2 separate regions of the Oryctolagus cuniculus genome follow, and region 1 is linked to region 2. A link is a contact called in public Hi-C data. All regions are on one chromosome and are shown on one strand. The core of a region is the stretch at or near the end of the contact, and the rest is flanking DNA. Distances in the headings are between cores, read along the strand shown. Region 1 holds the start of SRXN1 (sulfiredoxin 1). Region 2 holds the start of TBC1D20 (TBC1 domain family member 20).

Region 1 (2,784 bases), core at 164-2,663, 170 kb before region 2:
CTGGGACCATGAGTAGCAAAGATGAGGACAAAGCCAGATGCTAGGATGATGGCACATAAAGATGGCGTGACCCTGGTCTTGGGTGACACTGTTCAGCCGCTCTTCACCAGTCTTGGAAGTGAGAAAGCCAATCTTCATGTTTAAGCTCTTTTAAGTTGGGACATGTGTATGGTAAGACACCGAATTTGATACCAGGAGTAGGGTAACAGCTTGATGAGACTGAGGTCAAATCTCCATGTTTCCACTCCAAAAACCACTGTCCTGCCCTCCTGACCTCCTGTAAGGAGGAAGACCCCTTCCCTCTCAACAGAAGTCTCCGATCTCAGTAATTCCTGGGCGGAAGTGCGGGTGGCAGCTCCACTTCCTGAGCCGGGACCAAGTGCAGAAGCCGAAAGCTTCCAGTGACACTCACAACAGCCTCGCCATCCTCGGTTCTGGGAGGAGCCGGAACGGTGACTTTCTCCAGCAAAGCGGGATGCCAGAGCCCCGGGCACCGCGGTGATGGGCAGCGTCACCTCCCCGTCCACGTGGGACTCAGAAAGCCAGTGACGGCCGAGGGCGCGTGGCCCCACGGGGACAGTGCTGTGGCTCACCTCTCAGCGCCGGGGTTCAAGCCCCAGCTCCACTCCCGACCCGGCTTCCCGCCAGGGCACCCTGGGGAGCAGCTGCAGTACCAGGCTCCCTGCCGCCAAAGTGCAAGACCCAGCAGAGTCCCCGCTCCTGGCTTCAGCCTGGCCCGGCCCTGGCTGTTGCAGCTTTCGGGAAGTGACCCAGCAGGTGGAAGATCTCTCCGTCTGTTTCTGTATCTCTCTGCCTTTCGGATAAATAAAAATAATAATAGAATTTATTTAAAGAAAGTGTCACCTGTCTCTCCCTCTCTCTCTCTCTGTAACTCTACCTCTCAAATACATAAGTAAATCTTAAAAAAAAAAGTGTCAGTAACCAACTGGCAGCCTCCCAAGGGCAGGATTCCAGGGAGCTCCGTGGGACAGTCGCTGCGGGTGAGCCACGCAGCGCGCAGGGGTGCGGAGGGGCCTCTGGGGCCGGGCTGCTGGACCTGAGCCCCAGCTCGGCCACTCAAGCCCCCTGCCCTCGGGTCCAGCGCCGCCACCTGGGAAACGGGACCTACCTGGCGGGGTCGGGAGTTACTACACAAGCAGCGTGCTCTCCACGCTTTGCAGCCTGCACCGGCTTCCGGGAGGACTGCCGTGGGCGCCGCCGCTTCTGCCGACTCACGCCTGCTCGGCAGGTCCGGCCACCGCCCGCCAGCGCGCCCGGGGCCGACCGCGCCTCCCCAGCGCCGGGACTGCACACTCACCCTGAGTCAGCCCGCCGGGCGCGCCCACTGCCGGGCGCCGCGCGGCCCGGGGGAGGTTGCGGGGCGCCCCCCGGCGGCGGGCCCGAGCCGGGCGAGCCCAAGCCCGGGGCCGCGGGGCGGGAGGGGTTGGGGACTGGGCCACTGCGGAGCCGGGGCCGCGGCCGCACCACCGCGGGGCTTGGGGAGGAGCGCGCCCCCCGACGCCGCACGGGCCCCCCGCCCAGCCCCGCCTAATGGTACGGCCCGGCCGGAGTTAAAGCCGCGGAGGCGGCGCGCGGGGGCGGCGGCGCCATGGGGCTGCGAGCGGGCGGCGCGCTGGGCAGGGCCGGCGCGGGTAGAGGGGCGCCCGAGGGGTCCGGGCCGAGCGGCGGCGGCGGCGGCGGCGGCGGCGCGCAGGGCAGCAGCATCCACTCGGGCTGCATCGCCGCGGTGCACAACGTGCCGCTGAGCGTGCTCATCCGGCCGCTGCCGTCCGTGCTGGACCCGGCCAAGGTGCAGAGCCTGGTGGACACGATCCGGGTGAGGCCCCGGGGAGGCTGGCCCGCCGGAGGGAGGGCTCGGGGCGGGGAGGTCGCGCCGAGGGAGCCGGGGCTGACTGGGCGCCTGTGGGCGCTCAGCCATAGCTGTGTGACCTTGGGCGACGGTGGGCCTCTGCTTCTCGCTTGAGCAAGGAAGGGACGAGCCAAGACGGTTAAAAGAAGGACCGGCGATTCCTGTAAGACAGCGCCTGCCCCGGCCCCGGGGGCTAAGTTCCTTAGCGTCCTGCACCCACCCTCCCAGGTAGATACCGGCCCCTTTTCCCAGGTGAGAACCGAGGCTAGGGAGAGTTCTTTTTATAGCAACGTGCCCAAGGTCAGGCGCGTGGAAAGGCCACGGGCAGCCCCGTCCCAGCGTCCCCACTGTCCAGGGAGGGGCTGTCCGGCCCTTGTGGGGACAGCAGGACCTGGGGGTCCTGGTCCTGGGGGTCTGCTGAAAGGTAGTGGGGAGGGCGCTGGGGGAACCCAGTGATGCTGGCGGGCTGGGGCTGGGGCTGGGGGCGCATGAGCGTGGGTCTGGCCGGGTCCCCTTGGCATCCTGCCCCCTACTCCGGCCCTGGGCAGGGGGGCAGAGGAGACCCCCTCGTCCCACCAGAGGCTGCCGCAGCCAGGAGGTCTTCAGTCCTGGAATGTGCCTAGCGTCCCCACACTCCCGGCCCTGCCCCAGAGCCCACAGCCCCGGTGGTTCCCGCTCCACCTCCTGGCCTGGAGCCCTGGCCCCTCTAGCTGGCCAGGGTCAGAGGCATTTTTCCAGGTAGCCCCATGTCCATCAGACATCGTCCACGTGCTTATTCCCTTGTGTCTGGTCTGTCTGCGTCATCTCCTGTGAACTGCACACGAGCAGGAACCTTGTCTCTGGGCTGTTGTCCCACTGCTAGCCCCGAGCCTGGCTCTGTGGGAGGGGGGATCTGGCTGAGCGCCCTCCTACCT
Region 2 (2,700 bases), core at 192-2,691:
CTCAGTGTATTTGTAAGTTTAATAACATTAAAGAATTGCACAGACTTAAAAGGCTTTGTTGTATCATTGTTAAACTGTTTCACTGAATTAAACCTGGTATGTGACAATATACCCTCCTTCCCCCACATTCTGATTGTCACGAATCCTTTTATGATGTTAACATCCCTGTTTTTAAAGAAAAAGTATGCACACGTATATAATATCTACCTATGAAGTGAAGGAGGCAAAATGTTAGAAATTGTTAAATCTTAAAACTTAAAAAAAGTGTTGCCTCAGGAGGGCATTACCTGGTTCTTGTCTTCATGCAAGAAAGAGTTCAGATGTGAGACTGGTAGCTGTGAGCATGCTAGCGACATTGAGTGAGGAGTGCACCTGGCAGACCAGGCCGGGATCTCGGGAAAGAGCTGGGAGCCGAGTCTGCACTCACACTGGTGGTTCACAGATGCTGTGTCTGGGCCTTCTACACCCTCTCTGGAATATTGCTGGATGAAGGGCTTTCTGGGTGCGGAGTTCCACCGAGAACCTCTTAATAGTCCCCTTGATGAAGGGCAGAGGAGAGAGGCTGACCCCAGCCTGGTTATTGAACCACATCCACTTTAGATGTGTAAATGTTAGTTTGCTGCCTTGTTGCATCGCACAGAAAAATTCCCATTTTTCTTCTGCCCCTCACACACTTAGGCTCATGTATACCTAGCTACCATTAACAAACATTTGTAAAGACTTAAAATTCTGATGCTTAAAAATGGAAAATTATTAAATTTATAAACCCAGTTTCAAATGTTCAAAGGGCCTTCATTAAATTCATTAATGAGCCCAAAGAATCTCATTTACTAAATTTATGAACAGAATTGTAAAATTTGTCAGTTGAAGGAAAAAAATCGCTTGGGGATTTCTAATTTTAATAAATGGAATATTGGTTCTAGAAATCAAATTAACTTCGGAGTAACCTCCCCCAGCGAGACGGGGCCCTGGAGGCGGATGGGGCAGGACGGGCAGGAGCTCCGGGGGGAGGCAGGGCAAGCAGACGCGGAGCGGGTGGCCTTCGGAAGCCGGGCGTGTCGCCGGGACCTGGCCTGGTCAGCCGCGGGGGTCGCGGCCGTGCAGAAGGCGGGCGCGGTGCCCACAGGGGTCGACGTGGACGGCGTCTACAGTGCACGCCCTGGGCGCCAGCGTAAAATCCCTAAGCTGAAACGGCATCTCACAGTTACACAGCAGGCCTGGTAACGTTCTAAGCACCTGTGAGCTCAGTGCTCTTAGTCCCACTTTGCAGACAAGTCCCGATCGCACTAGGCCAAGAGCGACAGCTGCTACGGCGGGAACTCTCCCAGCGCGCTCCCGCCGCTGTCCCAGGCGGCTCGGGCCGCGCGCGCCTCCACCGCCCCGGCCCCGCCCCCCGCGCAGCGGAGCGTCACGTGCCGGTGTGGGGCGTGGTCTCCGCTGCGCCTGCGTGCCGCGGGCCGACGAAGCCGAGCCTGCCCGGGCGGAGTGGGCGCTGCGTCCAGCGGCCATAGCCGCGTCTTCTCACGGCTCTGCCACCAGCCGGGGCTCGGGCTGGAGCCCGGGCCCCCGGGACATGGCCCTCCGGAGTGCACAGGGTGACGGCCCCATCTCCAGCCGCTGGGACGGCGGCGCCGAGAAGGCAGGTACGGAACCCGGCAGGAGAGGCCTGTGAGGTCGGCCTCAGGGGCAGGGGCAGGGGCGGCCCCAGGGCCCGGGACAGCTGTCTGAAGGGGAGCCGGCGGCGGAGGGGTGCCGGAGGGGCCGCGGGGCGGCGGGCGGGGTCTGGGCAGCGAGAGAGAAGATGACTGCGGGGCGCGTCTGTATGGGGAGAGGGTCTGCAGTCGCGGGGTCCGGCGGATGCTGAGCTGACCCAAGGAATCCTGGCGGCAGGATCGTGCGGGGCTGTGCGCTCGGGCCTCGTTCCATCTGGGGAGGAGACGGGGCTTTCTGAGAACTGAGGCAGAGGCCTCGCCCCCGTGGGCCCGAGACGTCCGGCCACGTCCGCAGACTCCTGGAGCCGCCGCCCTCTTGGAAGGGCAGGTTTCCCAAACTTGATTCACGTGTCGCCACCTAGACTTAACGCCGTATATGCGTGCGCCACCTGTTTACCATCAAATTCTGCCTTTTCCGGTGTGAAGTTCGGTGGTTCTTAGTGCATCCACGAAGTTGCGCCAGCATCGCCGCTGTTTTCGAAACATTTCCAGTTCAAAAAAGAAACCCGTGTCCGGCAGGAGCCGCTTCGCCTTCAGCTCTGGCCACCGCGGCTCTCCCTGTCGCATCCTCCTCCACCTATTTTAACCTCATTTAATGGGGTTAAAAGGGCACTGGTTTTTTTTTTTTTTTCCCCAGGCTGTTTCAGTCTGAATTTCCATGAATTCATACTTTTGTTGCACGTTATTATTCTCGAATGTTTTCCAGTGACTACTTGACGGTTAAACTGATGCACGTTTGCTTCGTGCCGAGTTAGAGCGTCTTTCCCCCCGGCGAATGCTGGGGTGGTTGTCCCACGTTGCCCACAGCACGGGCCCCAGAATCAGCCCTTACGGTTCGAGGAGTTCCCGGCCTCCACGTCTGGCGTCTGCTGTCCCCTCTTTCTTCGGGTCTCGGACTGGCTGCAAGGGGAGCCCACTCCGCCTGTTTGTCCTCAGCGCCCTTTGGCGTCGTAACCCCTTTGCTGCTGTTTGTGTGACATCTGTCCTC

Evidence for each region. A called contact is a pair of places that touch in the nucleus more often than the background predicts.
Region 1: a contact with region 2 is called in a Hi-C map of an unstated tissue, with 2.8 times the contacts expected there. The contact joins the promoter of SRXN1 here to the promoter of TBC1D20 in region 2. A contact is called at or near these places in 2 of 6 Hi-C or Micro-C datasets (ear pinna and an unstated tissue).

The regions. Positions count from the first base shown.
Region 1 is chr11:26,718,982-26,721,765 of mOryCun1.1, reverse strand. SRXN1 (sulfiredoxin 1) reads left to right here and starts at 1,413. Exons shown (of 2, transcript XM_002710893.5): 1 at 1,413-1,837. The coding sequence starts at 1,610. It overlaps LOC108176616 (a long non-coding RNA gene), which reads right to left and starts at 1,316. Exons shown (of 4, transcript XR_011379954.1): 1 at 1,130-1,316; 2 at 1-814.
Region 2 is chr11:26,548,551-26,551,250 of mOryCun1.1, reverse strand. TBC1D20 (TBC1 domain family member 20) reads left to right here and starts at 1,441. Exons shown (of 7, transcript XM_070051977.1): 1 at 1,441-1,643. The coding sequence starts at 1,574. LOC138844319 (a long non-coding RNA gene) reads left to right here. Exons shown (of 2, transcript XR_011379953.1): 2 at 1-51.